Regions from separate parts of the Mus musculus genome. Here all the other regions are linked to region 1. The links are chromatin contacts, called in public promoter capture Hi-C maps. All regions are on one chromosome and are shown on one strand. The core of a region is the stretch at or near the end of the contact, and the rest is flanking DNA. Distances in the headings are between cores, read along the strand shown. Region 1 has its middle 17 kb from the start of Zfp217. Region 2 overlaps Bcas1 (breast carcinoma amplified sequence 1). Region 3 has its middle 37 kb from the start of AY702102. Region 4 has its middle 32 kb from the start of Gm34542.

Region 1 (2,543 bases), core at 33-2,532:
CTGGCCTCCTCCTGCCTCTGTCTTTTAAGAGTGGAGACTACAGGCACGAGTCATTCTGTCTTATTTACAGTTAAAACAAATAGAAACCTACCAGAAGGACTGCAGACAGTTTGAGGAAGCACACACCTGTGAGGCAGGGATCACGAGATTCAGATCAGCCGGAGAGAAACCCTGTCTTTAAATAAAGAGGCAAACGAACATGATGTCCTGTCCATTTGTCATGTAACATGAATCATGGCACGCGGCATGTTGAGGAGCAGATTCGGGCTTCCCCAATGTATAAAATGATACTTTTCAAAAGAGCTTGCTTATAAAACCAATTGTTGAATCAGCTGACTGTCTCCTTAGGGTTATTCTCTATTAAAACCCTCTGACCAGGAGTGGTGCTCTTTCTGTGTAATACTAGCACTTCCGAGGTTGAATGTGATTCTCTTAGGCGACAGAAACAGGAGAATTGCCATGAGTCTTACCAGGCTACACGGTGAGACCCTGTTTTTTGTTTGTTTGTTTACAAACAAAACCAACAAAAGACGAACCACAACAATAACAAAGCTCTCTGAACTTATCAAATCCAGTATCTACAAGGAAAAAAAAATGTTCTCTAAGAATTTGACATTTCCCTTAAGCTGCGATAGCTTTGCCACCTACTCTTCAAACTTGATCAATTATGCCACTTTGGATGGCTATGTAATCGAGCTTGGAAATCTCCCTCAAAGCTTTGTCTTTGGAGGACAGACCATAAACAGTTCCAGTAAATGGCACTAAAAAGGCAAGAGCTGGCCACCGAGCTTGGAATCATTTGCCTGCGAGGAGCTGAGAAAGCTGTTTTTTTTTTGTTGTTTTTTTGTTTTTTTTTAACATTATTATTATTTTTGACAGAGTCTCACTATGTAGCTAGCACTGGCTGGCCTGGGACTCACTATACAGACTAGACTGGCCTAATATTCACAGAAATCCCTCTGCCTCTGGAGGGTTGGGATTAAAGGCATGCCCTGCCAAGACAGCTATATTTTTAAATTTAGTGTTTATCTATTCCTTACTGTGATCTCCAGATACATAGCGTATGTCTGAAGTCTCAAAGCTCATTCGACATCTTTGTCTGGTAAACATTAAGACAAGAGGATATGTGTAACCGAATAGAGGAGAACACGTTAAATTAAGCGGCACCGTCTACATTCCAGGCTTTCCCACCACCATCCTGTTCGTGGACTTGGGTGTTGTGCACAGTGTGTCGGGAGAAATGGGAACTGCAGTGCCGGAAGTGGAGCTCTTCTGATACTGCTAATTAAGGAATGTGGAACCCTTCCTTTCTGAGTCAGCACCGAGGTATGTAGAACTCTGCCCTGCTCTCTGCTTACTGCATGGAAGTTTAGAAATAAAACCAGAGTGTCTTGTCATTTAGCATTTAAGAAGCAGGAAGGAGGTGCTGTGTGTGTGTGTGTGTGTGTGTGTGTGTGTGTGTGTGTGTGTGTGTGTGTATGCGCGCGCACGCTTTCTTAGATGTTTCTTGATCTTTGAAAGCCTTTATGGCAGCTGGTCCTTTTATCATCTGGCCATATTTACAACATAGGTTCTAATGACACAGTGCTGTCCCAAAAGAACATTGCATGCACCGGTACCAAGCATGGCTTTTTCAGCTGCTAAAGTTTCATAGCAAGAGAAACATCTTATTAGGTTGTTAGATCCTAGTTTTAAGTTTCTTTTTTGTCAAAGACATCTTTGATTTCAAAGGTTTTTACCGGCAGGTTTATGGAAAATAGAGAAAAACAGGAAGTGGAGAAAAGGTCATTCGTATCCCATTATTGAAAAAAAAAATGACTATTCAGAACTAGCCTGAACAAATTTGAAGTGCATGTAAATAGAATAGCAAAAAATAGCAAACTGATTCTCCTGTAACCCAGGACCCAGTTCTATAATTTCAACGTGTTAACCACAACTGTTTCAATTCAATTCTCCCGTCATCTGGTAAAGTATTATAAATTCTAATTTATCATGTCAGTTTTCTATAGGTTTCTGCATACATCTCTAAACACCATATAGCTTCACATGAATTAGTAACGAACGATGTACATTTTACAGATACTTTGTTGGTCTATTTAATTCATACTAAAACTTTCCATGATTAGAAAATCCCTTCAGTTCTTTTTTGTTTATTTATATGTGTATATGCACACACCACAGAACACATACAAAGTTGATCAAAGAACAACTTTTGGGAGTGAGTTTTTTTTTAACCTTTTTAAGTCCTGGGAATTGAACACAGGTCATCTAGCCTGGAACCCAATGTCTTTACCAGCTGAGTTGTCTCCCTGGCCTGATTTAAATTGTTTGTTTGTGTTTTTTTGGGGGGGTTGTTTGTTGTTTTGTTTTGTTGAGACAGGGTTTCCCTGCCTGCCCTATAACTAGCTTTGTAGTTCAGGCTGGCCTGGAGCTCACAGAGATCCATCTGCCTCTGCTGGGATTAAAGGAAGTCTGCCACCGCTGCCTAGTGGTTTAAATTCTTGTTTGTTTTTGTTTTCTCTTTGAGATAGTCTTGTTAGGAA
Region 2 (2,543 bases), core at 25-2,524, 250 kb before region 1:
GCGTCTCTCTCTCTCTCTCTCTCTCTGTGTTTCTTTGCATAACACCAAGCAGTTCTTAGTAGGAATTCTTAGATCTCTCTCAGAAAACATGGCAGAGGAGAGTGCAAACGCACACACATATAAATGTGTGTGTATATATATATATATATATGTTATATATAATATACATATAAATATGTAATATATATTAAATGGCAGAGGAAAGTGGAAACAAACAAATATACATACATGCATACATACATATGTACGTATGTACATGTGCACGTGCATGTGTGCATGCATGTGTGTCTTTGTATTTTACGTGTCTGGGCGTTTGTCTGTGTACCATGAGCATGTGTCACCCTCAGAGCCGGAAGAGGGTGTCAGATCCCTGCCGCTGTAGTTACTGGAGTTTGTGAGCTGCTGTGTGGGTGCAAAGGACTCTTAACTGCTGAGCCATCTCTCCAGCCCTTAGACTTTTACATTTTAAGATTTATTTGATTTCCACTTGAGATCTGATCATTTCCCAGATAGGAGCATGGCTATCTCTAGGAAATTTGTTTCAACCCTGTGTGATGACAACACAATTAAAAAAAATTTTTTTTCAGTACACTTGTCTTTCAAATGACCCAGTTTAAAGTTAATTATTTACTGAGGCACTGGACAACATTTTATCCATAACGTTATTGACTTTCTACTGATGGCATTCCGGGCTTTGTGTATGCTACATAAGCACACTGCATTTGAGTGATCAATCCCCAGTCCAAGGATTTTTTTTTTTTTTTAATTTTAGCTTCCTTTGCAAGAGGAAAGTTTAGAATTGAGAAAAACCCACTAGGTTGTAACTCTCCACCACAGCCTCATGTACCCACTTGCCCACCATGAAAGGGCAGTGGAAATATTGAAATTAGTAGTAGTAATTTCTTTCCCATGATGGCTCAGTAGATGTACGCTTTCCTCATTTGTTTATTCCTCTATGTTTTCTCTATTTTTAGGTGTTTTTTTTTTAATTTAAGAGGGGATTGTGAAAGGGCATTGCAATATAGAAATATTGCAATCCTCCAGCACCGCTTCTCAAGTGCTGGGATTACAGGCGTGAGCTGCCAAGCCTGGTTTGTCTGTTTCACACAATAAAAACACAAAACAAAACAGAAACACAGCCAACATTTCTCCTGTTCGTCCAGTAGGTGGCGCCGTGGGACAAGAGCATCCCGAGGCGCACTGGACATCTGCAGGCCTCCCTTGCCGATCACAGTGGCGCCCACAAGAGATGATTTTCTCTCTGCTTAGTTCCCAAACTCAGCGATCCAGACCTTGTGTGGCAATTGCTCTGAAACAACGCTGGCTTTTCAAACAAGCCTGTCTCCAGCACTGTGCGACAGTGGCAGATTTTGGCGCCCTTTCCTGATTGACATTTCCTGGATTGCTTCAATTGCATTCCTTCCCAGTCCCGCTATGAGCTTAAAACATGAAAATGCACTTTTATTAGCTGGTGTGAATCGGGATAGGAATCGTGGGACAAATAAGAGCATCAAGCAAGCAAACAAACAAACAAAAATCCCTACATCGATAATACATCTTTGATTTCCTTAGTAACTCTGAGCTTTGTGGTTATATGGGGGGAGGGGACGGGGTGGGGATCACAATAACAAACCGTTACCAGTGAGACCCACAAAATTATAATAGTATCTTCTTCGTGCTTGTTAATTTACTTTCTTTTTAGGCAAATAAGTATCTGAATTGTATGTCCTAGAATGAGCTAAACATCTTTTTCTTCCTGAATCTAAGGTCTCCGTGTAGGTGCCAATGATCTGGGGAGAAGAAAGGGAAGTGAGAGAGGCAGACAAAACCCACGGTGCAGTTGTAGCATCCTGCATCCCCGGGGGAGAGGAAAGCCGCATTCCTCACTTTCCTTTGATCCCAGGCAGCACCGGCTCCAATTTCTAGAGATTGAAGGAGCCGGTTGCTGGTTTCTGCACCTTCCTCCAGCTCAGTTCAGAAGCCCCTGCGTTCTCAGCCCTGATTCTTGGTCTAAAGATTCAAAATGAAGTCAGCCCTAGTCCGGCTTTGGGCTGCCAAGACCCTGCTGTCGAGGAGGCTGAGGATTGATTGGCACTTGTCAGAGGGAGGGGACTGAGGATCACAGATGGGTTTCCTCATCGAAAACCTAGTCCCAGTGAGGCAGAGGCGGCCCCCAACCCAACAGATTAGGGTGGCTTATCCGGAGCGCCTTCCTGTTTGCTCTTTGAAGCCAACAGACGGAGGAAAACGCATAGGCTTCTGACATAGGGAATAATTACCCACACCTGTTTGCTTAAAGGTTTCTGGGCATTTCCTGAAGAATACTTCTAGCGTGTCCTGGGAACCTTACTAGTGCGATTAATTGTAGTGCAGACAGTTGAGATTAAGGACAAAGACAGTCCGGTCCTGCAAGAAGCTCTCAGCTGGTGACCTGAGAGCTGGAGCCAAACCCCAGCCTCATTTACTTTGACCCTAGAGACGATTATTATGCTTTCTCTAGTTACACAAGTTGTTTAACCTTTGCTGTTATAGACTGCCCTGGT
Region 3 (2,543 bases), core at 29-2,528, 220 kb after region 1:
TGGATATCTATACACACACATACACATGAGCACACATACACACACATGAGCACACACATGCATATACATATATACATGCACATACATACATACATGCATATGAGCACACACATGCATACACACGTATGCATATGCATATGTGCACACACAGACACAGACACAGACACATGGAGGGTGATTGAGGAAGACACCCAATACTGACCTCTGGCCTCCACACACACTTGTGCACACGTGTGCGCTCTCCCACTGGAATGAAAATGATGAAGCCAATGAGCAGACACCGGCTCTTCCAGTCTCAGTCACATCAGCATCAGAAGCTACCTCCTCCAAGGGGTCTGAAGAGCTGCCATCAGGGTGGGAAGGGGAAGGCACTCAGGGAACAAGATGTCCTGAACGATTTTATGATTCTTGTAACCTTAAGAGGTATGCTGAGATGGAAGTGCTTTAGCCAAGCTACAGCTCTGAGGTGGCCCTGGCAGGAGGCCCTCCGGAATGTTTCCTGGGGGCCAACACTTGAGCACCCTCCCTACACACACACACACACACACACACACACACACACACACACACACACACACACACTTGTGCATGCATACATGTGTATATTGTATACACACACTTGTGCATACACACACATGTACACACACATGTACACACACATGTACACACACACACACACACACACACACACACTGCCTATGTCACCAAGCCTACGGAAGTGTACATGCCTTGTGGGAAGTTATGAAAACAGGTACTGAGGGTTCATGGGGACGGCTCTTAAGAAACTCTGCAATTGCTGGCTGTAGTAAGAGAGCTATAAACACATTTTCAGAGTGTCTTTGGCATGGCTTTGCACAGCGGCTCCTTTACAGCTGCCCTATGCTGGCAGGGAAGGATGGACAGCCCGAGAGAAGCAGAGGCATACACCCTGGGAGAGGAAACCATGCCTGGGTTTCTGGTTTCCTTTCCTTCTTTAGTTTACTTTTAAGATAAAGTTTTAAAGAGTAGAACTACACAATCATGTTGGGGAACACACCATCCCGTGACGGGCCCTATGTCATCTTTAGAAAAGACTGTCCTCCGGAATCTGGGAGTGATGCTGGTATCCAGATGAAGGGGTCAAATAAAAACTTCAAATTGTAGTCACCTCATCACAGGCTTACACGATTGCCAGCGAGTGGGGACACGTGGCCAAAATTCAGAGTGTAGTACTGTGTGCTGGCTTGCTGAGCTAGGGCAAAGGATCCTTGGCTGCTTTTCAGGTGGCCTCTGCACATCGTACGGTGAGCCCATATTGACTCATTATCTAGCAACTGGGGGAGTTAAGAAAGCAACATTGGGTTGGGATGAGGTGGAGAAGAATTGGTTAGATCAAGAATAACCACGACCCCACCGCCGCCCCCAAGGCTGAGAACAACAGCATGGCTAAATAAACTGAAAGAACAGTTATTACATTTGGGTCAGAAAAAATAAAAACAATGGCAAACATTTAAAAATGAGAGACATAAAGCAGACACCCATTAACCTATTTTAGAATAAAATATGTGTGTTTTTTTTTATAAGGAAGACAAGCTCACTCTAATGAAGTGGTAAGCCAATGTGACATTATAACTTAAGGGGAGATGGCAAGTTCACATTATTTACATAAATCTTTGGGGCAGGGGACACCAGTGATCTGATTAATTTTCCAATTAGCTGCTTGAGTTCTTACTGGACCTCGTTAGTGTGACTAGTTTGTCCAAACAAGCTGGCTCTCTCACAAACCGGGCGTGGCCTCTCTTTTCTATGGGCGAGATGGGATTCTGGGACTATCTATCATCTCTTGAGCTGGGGCTTTGCCCAGGAAGAAGAAGATTTTCAGGCTCCCATTGCTCCCTCCTGCCTGGGAGACCGCCCCCATTGAGAAGTGCATGCATACAGTTTACAAGTGTTGGACACAGAGTCTTATCTACAGGGCAATACATGATTACCACAAACCTTATGAGTTGGACAGGCTTGTGCCTCAACATGGGCAATTTCTGCTTCATGAGGGAAGTTCTCAGAATTGAGACAAAAAGAAGACTTAGATATTTGGCTGAATACTTTGTAAAGACTACAATGTACTTTGAGGTTAGGAGTGGGATGAAGAGGAGGAGGAAGAAGAAGAAAAGAAGGGGTATGTGCAGTATAGTTTTATGTCAATTTGACACAAACTAGTTATCCAAAGGCAGTAATCTCAGTTGAGAAAATGCCTCCATGAGATCCAGCTCTAAGATATTTTCTTAATTAGTGATTGATGGGGGAGGGCCCAGCCTCTGGCTGATGCTATGCTTGGGCTGGTGGTCCTGGGTTAAGAAAGTAGGCTGAGCAAACCATAGGGAGCAAGCCAATAAGCAGCACCCCTCCATGGCCTCTACACCAGCTCCTGCCTCTAGGTTCCTGCTTTGCTTGAGTTCCTGTCTTGACTTCTTTAATGATGAACAGTGATATGTAAGTGTAAACTTTTTGTCATGGTGTTTCATCACAACAATAGTAACCCTGACTAAGACAGGGAGGGAGGGAGG
Region 4 (2,543 bases), core at 25-2,524, 140 kb before region 1:
TATGGCTGACCCCTTAGAAGATAGGCCATTTAAAACACAAACGGAAGCACACACTTAGGAGTCCTGTACGCATCCTATGAAGGGCAAGAGAGCCTTTATGAGGAATAGCCAAGTATGACTTTGTGTTTTTTAAATGTTCGTCTCCCTGTAAAACAAGAACTCAGAGAGTCCGAAACCCTGCAATTTCTGAGTCTTCTGGAAACATCGACACTAGGCCTCTTAGCACTGGAAAGATGGTTGTCTGGCGCCAAGATCAGTTCCACCCCAAAGGAACTGTTTTTGCAGTGTTTCAGCCACAACCGGGAGAGTTCACTGAACACCGAGCTTTGTGTCGCTCAAATCCTGATCCAGGTTTCTTCCACAAAACACCGAGAGCACACAGCCTGGCCGGAAGCAGGAGCTAGGAGAGAAGTGTTGGAGTCCGGCGCTCCAAGGTAGAAGCGCTTCAGATGCTAACCCAGGAAGTCTGAGGTGCCTGTGTGCTGTAGCAGTCCCCTTAAAATGTCCCGGGGCTTAGTTTTGCAGTAATCTCTTTCCGGGGCTCTGAAGCGTCATGGCAATTCTTACACTAACACAGGAGTGCTTTAGTGAAATAGAGACACCCAAGGAAGCAATCGAAGCAAGCTCCTCCCCCTGGTCCCCTTTATCACTCCATCCTCACTCTGGTCCCCCCCCCCCCCCCCCCCGTTTCTAACTCCACCTTGCCCAGTCCCTTCTGGTGTCCCAGGGGCCAGCGAGAGGAGAGTCTCCAAGAAGTCTGCAGAAGCTAATACATTCTCTGATACACTGTATGTTTCCCTTCCTTAGTTTGCGGTTTAACCCACCAGCGGCAATCCTCTCCTGAACAAGACAACATGGCAGACATCAACTAAATAGTTTTGTTAGAAACAAGAAAACAACAAATTCAAGATGAAAAGTTATTTAAATCTCTAGGTCTCCCTTTTTTCCTCTCAAACACAAGGAGAACTTGGGAAGCGGGGGGGGGGGGGGGGGGGGGGGGGGGGGTTCTCTTTTTTCCCTACAGTCCCAGGTTGCTAGTTGCTATTCAGTACTGGCCTGATCCAACAGAAAAAGGAAAAAGAAAAGAAAGAAAGTTGCCCAACCGGTTTGGCTGCTTCGGCCGGCTGGAGAGATGTCAGCCGCAGCTTATCTCTGTGCGCTACAGCTTGGGCATTCTTCTAAGTAAACGGTCACCATTTCAATGCTATCCCATCCTTTCTACTGTGAGCTTTGAATTCGACTGTCTTCAGATTAAGCCGCCTCCATGGCAACAGGCTGGCCACACTGCCCTGTCCACCCCCACCAGACCTTTCTGTGGCCACAGGGAAGGGGCGGGGGAGTACTTGGCGACACTCGCCAACGAGACCTTGGCTCTCTTTTCAGATCGTAACCGAATTGAGAAACGTACTCTGGGTCCCGGTGGATCGGGACTTTTCTCGTCCCCTGCACACGGTGAATTCGACACCCACTCGCGCGCATCTATCTCTGCATTCAGCAAGTGGATCAGGGCTCTCCCTCTCGAGCCTTTCTGCTCCAACGCTCGCTATAAACAAAGCGCAGAGGAAGTCAAATCAAACTTTCCCTGGCTCCTTTTCTTCTCCCAGTTCAGACTGAGCCAACTTTCTTTGGATGCCTTTTAAAGGCCGTTCCTAACTCAAAGGCGGAACCCTGTTGCTTTTATTTTTATTTTTCCTTTTTCTTCTTTATCTGTAATATCAAAGCTTTCCCCCAATAGTGTGCTCACCCACGCCCAAAGCAGCATTGCTCTGGAAGTTAGGAACAATAATAAGAAGCTGTTAGGTGAGAGTGTTTAAACCAAATGATTCCTTTATCATTACACACTTGCCAAACTGCCTTTCCCTCCTGCAGTCTCCGGGCTAAAATACAAACAAGAGAGCAGTAACAGCCTTTGCTCCGACAATAGCTGAACCTCGATGGGCACTTCCAGAGTGCCAGTTAGCAGCCAAGGGGAGGGGTTAACAGTGATTCAATTAAGGTTGTCCGCGCAAGACATACTCCAGACAGAATGGAGTCGGCTTATCTGTCTCATCTGCGGATACTACTGTAAAAATCACATATAATTAGGCCCTGCCTGGAGTGGAAACTACTGGAAGTGTTATCATTAGCTTGGAAGATTTCATCTCTGGGTTTCTCCGAGGGCCCTGGGAATGAACATTTTAGAACCAGAGGCACCTGATAAGTCGGGGAACATACTTAATGAAACCGTTCCTGCCACCCAGTTAAAAAAAAAAATGCCCTCAGTGGACAGAAGCGAGAGAGGAGAGATACGCAATTCGTGGCCGGAGGAGGCTGCTTTCCTTGTGTCCTTATGTTAATTCTTGCCAGCACGACCATGGCGTGCTTCACCTTGCTTGCCTTTGCTGATCTCATCTACACACAGGTGGGTGATCAGTTTTTTGGCACAGACCTACCCTGTCATAAAATGTATGAAAGCCGTAAACAAGGCCAGGCTACTTCCTGAGTCTCTGGTCTCTCTTCTGCTATGCGGATTGGAAACCACATGGACAAGCCAGGCATAGGGG

Evidence for each region. Capture Hi-C pulls out chosen DNA fragments and counts their contacts.
Region 2: a promoter capture Hi-C map of adipose tissue shows a contact between it and region 1. The contact joins two enhancer-like sites. A contact is called at or near these places in 2 of 39 promoter capture datasets (the C10 cell line and neutrophils), 1 of 484 Hi-C or Micro-C datasets (the N1E-115 cell line), 8 of 115 datasets of contacts at active chromatin or transcription factors (acute myeloid leukemia, bone marrow-derived macrophages, embryonic basal ganglia and 4 more) and 2 of 9 other capture datasets (adipose tissue and pancreatic islet).
Region 3: a contact with region 1 is called in a promoter capture Hi-C map of adipose tissue. The contact joins two enhancer-like sites. A contact is called at or near these places in 1 of 39 promoter capture datasets (stem cell-derived epiblast-like cells) and 2 of 9 other capture datasets (adipose tissue and pancreatic islet).
Region 4: a contact with region 1 is called in a promoter capture Hi-C map of adipose tissue. The contact joins two enhancer-like sites. A contact is called at or near these places in 14 of 39 promoter capture datasets (3T3-L1-derived adipocytes, the C10 cell line, the HPC-7 cell line and 9 more), 2 of 484 Hi-C or Micro-C datasets (Sertoli cells and stem cell-derived neural progenitor cells), 21 of 115 datasets of contacts at active chromatin or transcription factors (the HPC-7 cell line, the SCID.adh cell line, bone marrow-derived macrophages and 15 more) and 3 of 9 other capture datasets (adipose tissue, liver and macrophages).

Annotation. Positions count from the first base shown.
Region 1 is chr2:170,146,645-170,149,187 of GRCm38.p6, reverse strand. It overlaps a transcript of Zfp217 not described here. Among named protein-coding and RNA genes, the nearest start is that of Zfp217, 17 kb to the right of the region's middle. Within about 2 kb of position 1,282, at least 155 of the 459 cell types and tissues checked have an H3K27ac peak or open chromatin away from gene starts, as enhancers often do. A contact at or near this core is called in the N1E-115 cell line, adipose tissue, fibro-adipogenic progenitors and 1 more, where this site is marked.
Region 2 is chr2:170,400,267-170,402,809 of GRCm38.p6, reverse strand. The region is part of intron 4 of Bcas1 (breast carcinoma amplified sequence 1); the gene reads left to right. Among named protein-coding and RNA genes, the nearest start is that of Bcas1, 26 kb to the left of the region's middle. Within about 2 kb of position 1,274, at least 68 of the 459 cell types and tissues checked have an H3K27ac peak or open chromatin away from gene starts, as enhancers often do. A contact at or near this core is called in the N1E-115 cell line and adipose tissue, where this site is marked.
Region 3 is chr2:169,924,901-169,927,443 of GRCm38.p6, reverse strand. It overlaps a transcript of Tshz2 not described here. Among named protein-coding and RNA genes, the nearest start is that of AY702102, 37 kb to the left of the region's middle. Within about 2 kb of position 1,278, at least 13 of the 459 cell types and tissues checked have an H3K27ac peak or open chromatin away from gene starts, as enhancers often do. A contact at or near this core is called in adipose tissue, where this site is marked.
Region 4 is chr2:170,286,377-170,288,919 of GRCm38.p6, reverse strand. No RefSeq gene overlaps it. Among named protein-coding and RNA genes, the nearest start is that of Gm34542, 32 kb to the left of the region's middle. Within about 2 kb of position 1,274, at least 141 of the 459 cell types and tissues checked have an H3K27ac peak or open chromatin away from gene starts, as enhancers often do. A contact at or near this core is called in adipose tissue, fibro-adipogenic progenitors and heart atrium, where this site is marked.